2 separate regions of the Salmo salar genome follow, and region 1 is linked to region 2. Evidence: chromatin contacts called from public Hi-C data. All regions are on one chromosome and are shown on one strand. The core of a region is the stretch at or near the end of the contact, and the rest is flanking DNA. Distances in the headings are between cores, read along the strand shown.

Region 1 (7,232 bases), core at 904-3,403, 270 kb after region 2:
CTCAATCTTCGTAGCAGCTGAATCTCTCTGTAAAGAAATTAAAGTGTTTAGATATGGTAATAGGAAAACTGGAGTAATTGCACTATGAAATAATAATGCATTTTCACCAGCACTCACAACAAAAGATACAGGGCAAAAGTAATTTGAACAACCTTCATGTTGTTTTATCTTCTGGCCTTTCAAAGGCAAGATTTATTGAGATAAAAATTTGTGTCCTGAAAAGCTCAATTTACATTCCACTTCAAATCAATAGTGAGGTTAATTTTACATTCAGTAATTCCTCAGAGTAACTCCTGAAGTACATAATCTGACTAGAAGCTTATTCACACACCAAAACAACAAATCCATCATCAGCACAGATAGCTTATTCTGTAGATCAACACTAAAAACACTGAAAAGCCATGCAAAGCATTCCACATACTTTTTAACATTTTGCTCCCCATTGGGGATGCGTCTCAGCTTCTTCTTCTTGAGGATCTTGACTGCCCTCCTGCAGAGGGTCTCAGAGTCCAGCATCTCCTTCACCTTCCCGTAGGAGCCCTCCCCCAGCAGGTCTCCCATCAGGTACTTCCCAATCAGCTTGGCCTTCTTCCTCCGCGGCTCGTAGATGACTTCAGTGGAGTCGATGCGGTGGATGAAGGTTTGCATGCACATGGTCAAGTCGTTCTCCAAATAGTCCATGTGTTCATGGATGTCCTCGTCATTCATGGTTGCCGCTTCCCTTCAGCAACGTGACTGTTCTTTAATACTACTGTACTGTTTGTTTCTGGATGCCCTGGGTCGGACAATATGAAATTGCAAGAAAAATATTCCAATACTGAATATTGAAATGCAGGATGTTGCAACTGCAGAAAGGCTACAGAATGTTCTCCTTAACCTGCTGACCATGCAGCACTGCTTGAGCAGATAAGTGAGTGGATTGGGTTTGGGTACTGTCCAATATTACACTGTCTACAGTGTCTGGCTATGGTATGAGGGAATGGTTTGGTTCTTTGTTCTCTGATGATATAGGCCTATTCCCTCCTTCTTAGCCATGTCCTTGTGACACCTGGGACATGCAGTGTTGTGATGTGTGCAGCTTTCTTTGGTTCTTGGTGAATGTCATGTTTTGGGCAACTTAATTGTGAATCTGGTATATGATTTTCATTGAGTTCTTCTACAATGTTTAGCTGATCTAATTTTCTACCTCCATCCCATGTACCGAATAAATCCGGGGTACTTGCCAAGACTGCAAAACTGGTCTGCCAGCGTCAATGAATCGTTGCAGGGATCCTCAGATCTGCATTACAAATGCACAATCGCATAAGCATTTTGATAAAATCGCATAAGCATTTTGATGAAATTCACATCATGAGATGGCACCTTCCAAATGCTTGGAATATGACAAATACACACTACCAATGACATGGATGTGCTATCATAACGATTTACATTTGAATACTATCTCCAATTACAACAAACAATGCTAAATATTCTTGTGAACATCACATCCATTCAACAACAATAGCAGGTCATGGGTAATATACAGTAATCAGTGAGATAGGAAAGTGCAAACCAGCAGATAGCGAGCGAGGCTAGATAGCTTCCGTACGGGCACACAGAGGCACAATAACAATTCTGAGATTCGATTCATTGTAGCAGCCAACTCTTGTGTAATAACAATATCTCCCCAACTAGCTAGCCTGTTTGCCAAATAGCTCTTCACTACTGTAACGCTTCGCAGTCACATCCACAAACCAAGCAATGTTATTAGCATTCGGCTAGCTAGCTTAGCAAGCATACTAGATAGATAGCTAGTTAGCTAGCTAGCTAGCAAGCATACTAGATAGATAGCTAGCTAGCTAGCTAGCTAGCTATGTACGACCAACCTGCTAGATAACGTAACGAACGCTGCATTTATTTCACGTCCCCTGCCGCCACGTCATTTTTCATAACATTTGCAGTTACGGGGTACATGTTTTGTATGTTGAAAGAGGTCAACTTTACCTTGTATGCCACTTGACCGATATCATCGATTGCCCATGTAGAAGTGCTGGATGTCAGAAACGCCTCCATCTTGTTTACATACTCCATGCTCCAAACCAAAGACAGTAGAATATGAAGATAGGGTCAAACTGCTTCTCCAATAGAAATCCCCGATCACAGTTGTAGGCGATGTCATGGCGACGTTGACTAGCAAAGCGCATGCGTATAAATACGTAATCGTGTCTAATGGCCGTCTCGCGCTAAATTCAAACAAATCAAAGGCACTCCTTCGATATAAAGTTGTTTTAGACTAAAATAAAAACGTTTCAGTTTGTCACTTTCTCGAGATTGGAGTAGTAATATGTTCAACTACTTAAGTACTTGTCTTGAATCTAGGTTGTGCATTTAGATTTCGAGAAAATTAACAATTAAGGAATACTTTTTAATTTCTCTCATTAACTCATTCTCTCATTAACTTAAGCCCCAAACCCCGGCCTGGTCTGTTTGGTCTGTTTCGCAAGCGTTCCCGGAAGTCTCGCGATGTTGGCCTCTGGGTTTAGAAACGCTGTGTCCAAACCATAGAAATTCACCATGCAGAAATATATTTCAACCGTTAAGAATTGTGGTATAAGAATACATGGCGTGATCCTCCGAGGGGTTAAAATTCTCCATATCAAAGTCATACAGTAGTCTGCTACTAAGGTTGGTTATTCTCAAAAAATAAAAAATGTTTTTACCATGTGTAGTTTTTTCTGTAGAACAGGACGGTTTCTGTGAGTTGACCTCAATGAAAACATGTCTATGAGCAAAGGATTGAGGGCCCTGTGAAAAGGCCCTATCATGTCAATATCAGCTGGTGAGGCTGCATAAATACATTATTGGATTATGCTAATAAATTATAATAATGATTTTATTCAGCCTTCTCTTATGTGGATGTGATTGTTACCACTCACCAGTTGATGGCAGCACTGGTAGATTCTATTTTTCTGGACCAAATGCAAAGTGGCCCCAATGATACAGTGGCACATTACAACACAGCCTACAAGTAAACAGACAGATGGATGGAAAGAGAAAAGACAGACATACAAACAGAAGACAGAATATATGATCAATAGGTTGATATAACATATATCCTTAGTCATATAGCTTTGAGAAGACCCTAGATTCCACACATACTTCAATTTCATGCTGTTTCACAACATTTCTCCAACTTGAAAGGTCCCATCAGTATTGCTTTGCCATAGAGTACATAAATAATGGAGATTTGAAGTGGTTAGTCTGGGTTGTCATGCATTGGCCTCATTATCTGTGTGGCCCAATGATCCAAACCATGTGAGCTGCTGCAGTGACCCAGTGCTCCAGCCCACCCACTGCACCACTCTGACGGGTCCGCATTCCTGCTGTGCCCTAGGGTCTCTGTACAGCAACAGAAGGCAACATCATTCATCACAACTTACAGCAACAGCATATGCTACTTTAATTTTCTCCACCATCAAAGGGACTACATTAATGCCAGAGACAGACAGATGGGAAGATTGACACAACTTTGGCTCCCAAGCAACATCATACTCCACAGAAGAAAGAGGCAGTGAGAGGGGACAGAAGAAAGAAAGGAGCCGGGGGGGGGGGGGCTGAAAGGTATTTCATTTCCACAGAAATCAATTGGCTAGCAGCCAGATGTGTCCATGTAGACCACAAGGACAGCTCTCTGATAAACAACCAGGGATCCAGGGATGCAGGAAGAATGATGGAGGCATACATCTGGCTAAAATGGGGCTCACTCTGCCATTCTCACTTTGGGGTTCTATCAGTGAAATGAGTGCCAGACAGGGTTACAGATCAACTGATTACATGTATTACATGTAATCAGTTACATGTAATTTGATTGCAAAAAAACTCTAACTGTAATCAGTTACTTAACCAGCAGAAATATTGTAATCAGATTACAGATACTTTTGAATAACTTGATAATTACTTCAATTCAGAAAGGATGTCGGTGAGAGAGAAAAAGAAACATTATGACGCCTTTCTGTTTTCTCAATGACATTCAATTCAGCATTGAAAAAAGGCGCAAGTTTAAGTTTGTCCCACCTGAGCGAGTCTGACTACAAGTCAAAGACCACTATGATGATACACCAAATGAGTTTGATGGATCCTTTTAGTCTTCTTCTAATGCCTCTTAAGGTGAAAGTAATCCAAAAGTAACAGTAATCAGAGTGTGTTACTGAGTTTGGGTAATCCAAAAGATTCCAATTTTGGACAGGTAACTAGTAACTTTTAACAGATTACATTTTGAAAGTAACCTACCCTGCCTTGGTGCCAGTCCCCCTCCAAGCCACCACAATCACCTGCCATCGCTCTGATACAGATGTTTTGTATCTGCTTCTGCTTCTCTGCCTTGGTGGCCCTGTCGCTGTTGAAGACTGACTTGGGGCCACAAATTGATTTTATCACGTATTAGCTTTAATGTGCCCTCCCTCATAAAAAGTGAAAAAGCCTGTCCCCTAGCTTGCCCAAAGACTGATAACCAATCTCTAATATGTGGGTATTTATCTAACCACATCGAGCTCAGTGGTAGTTGAGACTGTCTATAGGCAGGATGTGTCTGATTTCATTGGTTAGTTAATGATACAGATTCACTTTGCATACAGTTTAGGTTAATCTATAGTGCAATAATAGTCAGTAGAGTTGAGGAAATTAGGCTCATCTGCACTGAGGGAAATTAAGAATCATTATTGAATTCTTATTAAACTATTCTTTATTTTTGAGTTAATTAACCCATAAGCAAAATCTGACACACATCCACAAAGCACTGTGTACTTGTGTAACAGCAGTCTCCCATAATCACATCTCACAATCTGCTGAGTTTCGTTTGGAGGAGAGAACATGCAACACAAACCAGACAGAACCTAGACGACAGAGCCAGACAAGTGTAAAGAGACTGCTTCCATTTGCAAAGAAAATATTCCTAATAAGTCACTATGGTCACTACACTCTTAAAACAATCCAGGCTATAAGAAAAGCTTCATGTCATACTGTGCATTTGGAAAGTATTCAGATCCCTTGACCTTTTCCAAGTTGTTACATTACAGCCTTAAATTGATTAGATTGTTTTTCCCCCCTCACCAATCTACACACAATGCCCCATAATGACAAATATTTTTGATATATTTTTGAAAAAACTGAAATATTATATTGACATAAATATTCAGACCCTTTACTCAGTACTTTGTTGAAGCACATTTGGCAGCGATTACATCCTTGAGTCTTCTTGGGTATGACACTACAAGCTAAGGACACCTTATTTGGGGAGTTTCTCCCATTCTCTCCAGATCCTCTCAAGCTCTGTCAGGTTGGATGGGGAGCAATGCTGCACAGCTATTTTCAAGTCTCTCCAGAGATGTTCGATTGGGTGGCTGGGCCACTCAAGGACATTGAGAGACTTGTGAGGTCCTGAGTGTTCTGGAGCAGGTTTTCATCAAGGATCTCTCTATACTTTGCTCCATTCATCCTTGCCTCAATCCTGACTAGTCTCCCAGTCCCTGTTGCTGAAAAACATCTCTACAGCATGATGTTCCCACCACCATGCTTTACCGTAGGGATGGTGCTAGGTTTCCTCCAGACGTGACGCTTGGCATTCAGGCCAAAGAGTTCAATCTTGATTTCATCAGACCAGAGAATCTTGTTTCTCATGGTCTGAGAGTCTTTAGGGGACTTTTGGCAAACTCCAAGCAGGCTGTCATGTGCCTTTTACTGAGGAGTGGCTTCCGTCTGGCCACTCTACCATAAAGGCCTGATTGGTGAATTGCTGCAGAGATGGTTGTATTTCTGGAAGGTTCTCCCATCTCCACAGAGTAACTCTTGGTCACCTCCCTGGTTCTTGGTCACCTCCCTGACCAAAGCCCTTCTCCCCGATTGCTCAGTTTGGCTGGGCGGCCAGCTCTTGGAAGAATCTTGGTGGTTCCAAACTTCTTCCATTTAAGAATGATGGAGGTCACTGTGTTCTTGGGGACCTTTAATGCTGCAGAAATTGTGCCTCGACACAATACTGTCTCGGAGCTGTACAGACAATTCCTTCAACCTCATGGCTTGGTTTTTACTCTGACATGCACTGTCAACTGTGGGACCTTATATAGACAGGTGTGTGCCTTTCCAAATCATGTCCAATCAATTGAATTTACCACAGGTGGACTCCAATCAAGTTGTAGAAACATCTCAAGGATGATTAATGGAAACAGGATGCACCTAAGCTCAATTTCGAGTCTCATAGCAATTTTGAGTCTCACCCTGCTCCTCCGCTCTCTCCACTGGCTTCCAGTTGAAGCTCGCATCCGCTACAAGACCATGGTGCTTGCCTACGGAGCCGTGAGGGGAATGGCACCTCCGTACCTTCAGGCTCTGATCAGTCCCTACACCCAAACGAGGGCACTGTGCTCATCCACCTCTGGCCTGCTGGCCCCCCTACCTCTGAGGAAGCACAGTTCCCGCTCAGCCCAGTCAAAACTGTTCGCTGCTCTGGCACCCCTATGGTGGAACAAGCTCCCTCACGACGCCAGGACTGCGAAGTCAATCACCACCTTCCGGAGACACCTGAAACCCCACCTCTTTAAGGAATACCTAGGATAGGATAAAGTAATCCTTCTAACCCCCCCCTAAAAGATTTAGATGCACTATTGTAAAGTGGTTGTTCCACTGGATATCATAAGGTGAATGCACCAATTTGTAAGTCGCTCTGGATAAGAGCGTCTGCTAAATGACTTAAATGTAAATGTAAATGGGTCTGAATACTTATGTCAATAAGGTATTTCTGTTTTTGCTTTGTAATAAATTTGTAAACAATTCTAAAAACCTGTTTTCACTTTGTCATTGTGGGGTATTGTGTGTAGATTGCTGAGGATTTCAATTTGTTTAATCCATTTTAGAATAAGGCTGTAACGTAAAACAATGTGGAAAAAGTCAAGTGGTCTGAATACTTTCCGAAGGAACTGTATTTCCTATTATCGGTATACCATTTTTTAAAAGACAGAATTGTGATATTGTTCTTATTGATTATAGCTAACATTGTCCACAGAGCAAATGATCTCTATGTAACACAATTGAAAGCTGAAAAGTGCTAAAGTGGTTCTACATTATTTGAAATATTTATATGAAAAATGATGTATTACTTATGTCCATATAATAATTTAAAATGATGCAAAACCAATTCGAAATGTGGTATGCCTACTTTACAATCACAATAACATTATCAGAAGATGCATGGTGCAGTT
Region 2 (7,648 bases), core at 1,595-4,094:
GTCTAAAAGTATCAATACTGCACTTGAACATATATTTATCCCTTTATTGTAGGCACTAAAATCCTTATACACCCCATTTATCATAAGACTAGCAGGGACTTTCAGACGAGGCTTGGGGGCATCAGAGCAAAACAGAGAGCACCACTGTGTTCGTGAGAGTCTTAGCTTTCCAATGAGGTATATTAGTGTGCATCCAAAACCGGTGAGACTACAGACGGAAATCAGCAAAAGAGGCTGTACCAACTTCAAACGAGTCTTGTGGGTATCCTAGAGCAAGAACACCAATGTGTTTGTGACATCTTCCAATTGATTAGTCAGTAGTTTGTAGGCCAAAGCGTTTAGACACTACTATGTGAGAAAACAGATTTTCAGGATCTCACGGTCTGACAAAACCAGCTCTAGCGCTGCCACCTTTCACCGCAGAAAGGCAATATCAGCAGATTGAGAAGCAGCCCATGCAAAACATATCTAGCTTAACCCATCATACTCTGCCGGGGGGAAAGGGTTCTAAATGATATGGAATTGTTTTCAAGTCATACCAAGGATCATTTAGCCATTTGATTTAGAATAAGCATCTAGAAAATGTTTGACCTTACTACTATTTGCCCATACAAAGACATTGAATAACAGATTCACTACATGGAACAGATAGCCCCCCAAAACAATTCTAAAATGAAATGTGTTCTGGAGTGTCTAACCTACATCAGATAAGACCAGGAAACATTTGTTTTTACATGCATTTAACCCCAATTATTTTTAATTTATTATTTTTCAAACAGTATACAAATTACAGAAATTGTTACATATCATTTCACATAAAGCATTTAGATTTGTTAATATGACCAACAACTTAAAATTGAGCTTAAGTTACTGTAACTCCTCATGTATTGCTAATATGCATATTAATTTCATTAAAGTATATTTTATTTGAATTATCTGTGTTCTATGACCCTGAATTTCATGATATGCGCAACCCAGCCTTAAGATATTGGACAAAGTCTGATGGGGGAATTGTCATTGAACTGTCCGCAACCTTTTCCATGACTTGAAAATAAGTTCTCAGCAATGGTAAATCCTGAACATTCTCATGAATTAAGATGATGATCTGTGTTACTCAGAAGCTGTTCTTTAACATTGAATACAAAGTATAACACCAGAACCAAAGTCACCTTTGAACCATTAACACCACATTTCCGGCTATTACGTGCATTTCGCCATGGCTAATGTGTAATTTCTCAAATTCATTGGTTTTGGAATTAAATTCACTGACTAATTATATTGGTTATTATTATCAGATTTAAATATATATTAGGGCGAGTTTAGTCATTTCGCACGTTTTCCCCATCCCGATTGTATTCTTTAATTTAAAAAACGGCCCGCCTAAAGATTACGATGGCAGAAAAATCCCTGATCTGGGTGCAACATACCTTTAGCAATGTTTCCATATTTTGAAAACGCCTCTTCCAGTGAAGTTTCATCGGTGTCAAAACACAGTCCTCCAACAAAAAGCTTCCCTTCGTCAGACATCTTGGATTATCTTGAAGGGGAAAAAATTAAGAGTATGACCTGCAAACATAGTTCATAAATCTGAGAATGGCAACACATGCTCGCTGTTTGAAGAATGTGACCAAGTCCTGTAAAAAAAAGTTAGAAAATCACCAACTGGCTTGCGGATGGCACCACGAGATGCCATACATTTTAAGCGACAGAACGCCATTTTCTTCCACCCATCGGCTCGATTTCAAATGCGTGGAGTAGCCATGTTTTAACCCGTGCAGTAAAGTCAGTTACCTAGCTATGCATAATGTATAATTTAGCTGGCCAACTTAACTAGCTAGTTACACGGGAATGTTGTTAATTCTCAAAAGATGGCGATTAACTAACTAGATAGTGACGCTAGACAAACACCCACAACTCCCAGTCCCAAACAAAGCCAGACCAGTTAGCTGGCCAACGTTAGCCGACTAAACCAGTCAAATTAGACATTTCAAGCCACTCGGTACACATGGCATGGCCCAGATATTGCCCATCCTGCAACGTAAACTAGCGTATTAAAGGGTAGTTAAAGTTAACTAAACAGCGGCAGCAAGTAACATTACTTGCCACGCAGTGCAAAAATCGTAGCCTGCTAACGTAGATGCATTAACGGTACTGTAGTGAACGGCCATTTTGTAGGGACTGTAGTAACTGACGACTGCTAGTTAACGCTGCTTTTAGACCGACTTTGAAATACCATCCAGCTGTAACGTCAAATAGTGAAGATACGAGTAAAAAGTGTCACTCAAAATAGAGTAAGGTTGAAGGACAAGTCAAATTACATGCGAACTGGGGTCGAGTAACGTTAATCAAAGGCTAACGTTAATCTATTCTCCTTCATCGACTAATAAACGTCAGCTTGTCTAAATTGCAGAGCTAGCTAACTTTAACTAGCAAGTAATTCGTCAAAGACAATAACTTCCCAAAGGAACGCAAACTGCAGGGTCGAAATGAACAATGCAATTTTACTAGGCCTAGGTTTCCCCCGCTAATTATTAGAATTGGGTGGATCTCTACTCACCTCTGTGTAGTTTGGCGCCGTCTGAGAAAGATGTTAAAATGGCTCCTGTTTATGAGCTCTTCTTCTTCTTCGTGTGGTCTTCCGTTATAATAGACGCTTTGTTGCGTATTGCTGCCTTTCACAGGTCAGAGTGTGAATTGCACATTTTGTTCACAAAAAAAAAGGATCTACCTGCAGACCGCTGTTATTACATGCTACATTCCGCGCCCACTGCCAAACACACCAAGACAGTTCAGGAGACTGAAAAGATTTGGTATGGGTCCCCAGATCCTCAAAAAGTTCTGCAGCTGCACCATCGAGAGCATCCTAGTATGGCAACTGCTCGGCATCTTGACCGTAAAGGCGCTACAGAGGGTAGTGCGTATGGCCCAGTACATCACTAGGGCCAAGCTTCCTGACATCCAGGACTTATATACTAGGCGGTGTCAGAGGGAGGCCCAAAAAATGATCAAAGACTCCAGTCACCCGAGCGCCAAGTCTAGGACCAAATAGCTCCTTAACAACTTCTACCCTCAAGCCATAAGACTGCTGAACAATTAATCAAATGGACATCCAGCATGTTTATATTGACCTCACTTTAGTTTATTTAGTAAATATTTTCTTAACTCTATTTCTTGAACTGCCTTGTTTGTTAAGGGCTTGTAAGTAAACGTTTCACGGCGCATGTGACAAATACAATTTGATTTGATGTGCCACAGACTAGGTAGATACTGCACCGGATGTATAAATGTGAAGCATCCGTTTGGCGTTTCCACTCACTACCATGTATGGTGATGAAAGGAAGCCCATTGGCCGGCAGTGGGAGAAAACGGAGCAAGAGGGATTTTGGCCGACATTTTGCTAATTTTATCATTGATGAAACATGTGATCTCCATACAGTTTTCTTTTTCCAAAACTAGAATCTGTAACAGAGTGGACTGCGTTTTGTAGACTTTACCCTTTGCCAAAGTTTCTAAAAATGGTGTTATTTTTTAAATATTTTAGAGTGCAACGCTGTGTTGGGTTGCCTTCGCTAGCTAGCGACTTCCCTCGCCGTAACGTTACCAGAACTGTGGGAAAGCAGTGCTAAGTAGGCGGGGGAAAAGGACGCTAGGGTTTTCTCATTTGGAAAATGTCCATCCTCCGTCCTCGTTAGTAGGCAAACGGACGACTGTCCTCCCCTCCACGATAGCCCCCTTTTGACAAGGAAGTGTCCTTTGTGGAAAAGTTTTGAAGTCTGCCACACCCGCTGTGAATCAGCTATTGTTTTCTCTAAGGAGAAAAAGCATGGAAACATTAAAAAACGATGACCTTTTTCAAACGGATGACGGAGGAGTTGAGAAAATACTACTGTACCGGTGTTCCCTAGCTAGCGGCCTCCTTTAATGTTTTTTTTGGGACGGTTGGCATCCAACATTGGTGCATTACCGCAACTGTGCTGTAGTGTGGGCCAGAGGAACCACATATAGTGCGCGGGGCATGTAGTAGAGGACATCTAAATTGACTGGGGGAGGGGGTCAGTGGCCCAAAATATTTTTTTTATTGGGCCCAGGGGAGGGTAGTGTGTTTTGACCCTGGTTTACATTCACCCTTCTACTCATATTTTCCCTATAAACAATGGCTTGACTTACTTTTTATATTACCCTAATAAAGTTTAGAAACGTTTGTAGAGGTTTTGTATGGTGTGGTTATTATTAAACTTTAGCTACTGCAGGACTATGATATGAAGGCAGTGTGCCCCGGAGCTCCAACTGGATCAACACTTGAGGTGAGGAAGTCTGTTTCAGGCCTACCAGAGTTACTCTTATCTAACAACATAATGCTTGTCTTTATAAAAAAAAAAACATTTAGATAGAATTTTTATGAATTAGCCTCCTGTACGTCTATATCTAAATCGCAGACGCAGTAGCCTTCTGGCATAAAGAAATCTCAGTGTTGTAGCATGCCTCTGGCATATCTCTCTCTATCTCTCTGGGGTTAGGCCTAAGCTTCTCTTCCTTTATATAGGCTATATATAGTGCATTTGTAAAGTATTCAGTTTTTCCACATGTTGTTACGTTACAGCCTTATTCTAACATTTATTCAATTGCCCCCCTTCAGCAGTCTACACACAATACCTGCAAAACACCAGTCTCAACATCAACAGTGAAGAGGTGACTCTGGAATGCTGGCCTTCTAGGCAGAGTTGCAAAGAAAACACCATATCTCAAGACTGGCCAATGAAAAGAAAAGATTAAGATGGGCAACAGAACACAGACACTGGACAGAGGACCTCTGCCTAGAAGGCCAGCATCCCAGAGTTGCCTCTTCACTGTTGATGTTGAGACTGGTGTTTTGCGGGTACTAGTTAATGAAGCTGCCAATTTAAGACTTGTGAGGCGTCTGTTTCTCAAACTAGACACTCTAATGTACTTGTCCTCTTGCTCAGTTGTGCACCGGGGCCTCCCACTCCTCTTTCTATTTTGGTTAGACACAGTTTGCGCTCTTCTGTGAAGGGAGTAGTACACAGCGTTGAATGGGATCTCAGAACAAAAATAGATTGACAAGTTTCAGAAGAAAGTCCTTTGTTTCTGGCCATTTTGAGCCTGTAATCAAACCCACAAATGCTGACGCTCCAGATACTCAACTAGTCTAAAGAAAGCCCGTTTTATTGCTTCTTTAATCAGAACAACAATTTTAAGCTGTGCTAACATAATTGCAAAAGGGTTTTCTAATTATCAATTAGCTTTTTAAAATGATAAACTTGGATTAGCTAACACAATGTGCTATTGGAACACAGGAGTGATGGTTGCTGATAATGGGCCTCTGTACGCCTATGTAGATATTTCATAAAAAATCATCTGTTTCCAGCTACAATAGACATTTACTACATTAAAATGTCTACACTGTATTTCTGATCAATTTGATGTTATTTTAATGGACAAAAAATTTGCTTTTCTTTCAAAAACAAGGACATTTCTAAGTGACCCCAAAATTTCTAACAGTAGTGTATGTAAATAAGGTATTTCTGTAATTTTATATATATATATATATATATATATATATATATATATATATATATATTTGCAAACATTTCTAAAACCCTTGTTTTCGCTTTGTCATTATGGGGTTTTGTGTGTAGATTGATGAGGGGAAAAAAATTATTGAATCAATTTTGAACAAGACTGTGACGTAACAAAATGTGAAAAAAGTCAAGGGGTCTAAATGCTTTTCCGAACGCACTGTATATATATTTATTAAAATATTTATATCATACAGTGGACACCTAAGCCTATAGGCCTATGTATGCAATGCCCTGATACATTTAGTACTCAAATCTCTGACAGCTGAACCGTGAGGTGGACCATTATTATTTTAAGAATAGTGATTTTTGTCATTGTTATAGCTGTTTTTAAGGACACGTTAATGTGGCTCATTTGGCCAACTGTCTGCTCCAGGTCCGATCTGAATGCATATGGATGTCCGGTAAATTTCTCAAATGTCTTGTAAATTAAAATCGGCGCTTCATTTTCCTAAATGAAACTCTGAAATGTTTTTATGAAGATTTTAGAATATTCCCATGAAACTCTGTCGTTAATTGGATGGAAACTTAGCTATAGACACCCTAAAGACTCTGGCAAGTGTGCTAGTCCAGTGTCACTTTGATTATGCACATCATGGTTCACCAGGAGTCCCAAACATCTAAAGAATAAGTTACCAGTCAAACAAGCTTGTAAGAATTGTACTTAAACTCCCCTCTCAGACTTATCTGGAGGTTGAGCATCTTTTTGTCTGTATCTTTGTAATGCGTCTGTATTTATGAAATTGAATATGTATTTGTGTAAAAAAAAATAGGGACCACAATGGAAATAAGTCCCAACTTTATTGTACAATCCCGGTCACTTTGAAAAATCTTTGTGTATAAATGTATTTTTTTAACTGATAAATAAAGTCAATCAATTAATCCTAATTGTGCAGTGGCCAACTGATGAATGGAAAAAGACATCTGTTACAAAACACCAAAAAGTTTGACATTTGGAGATTATCAATCCAAGCCTTCGATATTGGTTAAGCCTACAAGATAGGGATCTATTTTCTGTTTGTCGATATTGACATAGTCTCTTTATTGTGGTGTTGCAAATACAAACTGTGATACTAAAGTGCCCGAAGTCGGTATGCTTTGTTTAGTGGTTATGTGGTGCATTGGCACAGAAACCTGTTGGTGGAAAAATAGTTGCATATATTTTATATCATTGTAAATATTGAATCAAAATGTATAAAATCTGATTCCCCTAGCTGATCATTGTCTGCAGTCGGCTCTGATAGTGAAGTAATGAAACAGGCAGGGAGAGTGAGTTTGTCTGTGGAGGTCCGCAAACTCTCAATCTTCTGGCCCGTAGCCCTGTGTGGCATCGACGGTGCCACAAAAGCATATTGAAGTGGCCGTATACACATTGATAAACACATGGTCGCTACAGTTATTGTTATTTTTGGTCATAAACATCATTTTGAGTTCATTCTAAGAGGGGAGAGGATGTTACATTTATTTTACAGTGCAAGGGGAGCGTCATGTGAAAATATGTTTAATATTGGGGAATGGAATTGCATGACACTTTGAGTTGGACCAGCCCCCCCCCAGTAAATTTCGATCTTTCCAATTACCGTAGTCCCCAGATAGACATGGCAAAAAAAGGGGAAAAGGGGAATGGTAAAAAATTTATTAGACTACCATCTAACCCTACATATATGCCACTATCCCCAACAAACCCATTACCTCTTCCCACTACTTTGGCCCTAACAGATTCTACACCAGGCTGTCGCTCTGGGAGGATGGGACCCCTTCTCTCAAATCTCCCTCTAGTTCTTCTGTACTAAAATCTCGGACACCCAAAAACATCTCTACTGCTACTACTTCCAAATCAATCTTCTGGGATTTCCGTTCCATCTGTGGCATACAATTAATGACTATAGAAATAAATGCCAAGAAGCCAACCTTACTAAACTGTTTCGGGTCACTCTGTACTGGCCTACTACTACTCACAGGGATCCTCTCAGTCTCCCTAACCCTTTGCCCATCATCCATCTACTTTCTTCACTGCATGACACTTTCTTCACTGCTCGAACCCTGGCAAC

The links. Hi-C and Micro-C count contacts between places; a contact is called where the count stands out from the background.
Region 1: a contact with region 2 is called in a Hi-C map of gill, with 2.3 times the contacts expected there. The contact joins the promoter of LOC106613746 here to the promoter of cirbpb in region 2. A contact is called at or near these places in 2 of 3 Hi-C or Micro-C datasets (gill and muscle).

The regions. Positions count from the first base shown.
Region 1 is chrssa10:20,959,876-20,967,107 of Ssal_v3.1, forward strand. LOC106613746 (serine/threonine-protein kinase STK11) reads right to left here and starts at 2,154. Exons shown (of 10, transcript XM_014216320.2): 1 at 1,987-2,154; 2 at 1-27. The coding sequence starts at 2,012.
Region 2 is chrssa10:20,686,298-20,693,945 of Ssal_v3.1, forward strand. It overlaps cirbpb (cold inducible RNA binding protein b), which reads right to left and starts at 2,845. Exons shown (of 8, transcript XM_014216311.2): 1 at 2,558-2,845; 2 at 1,428-1,537. The coding sequence starts at 1,527.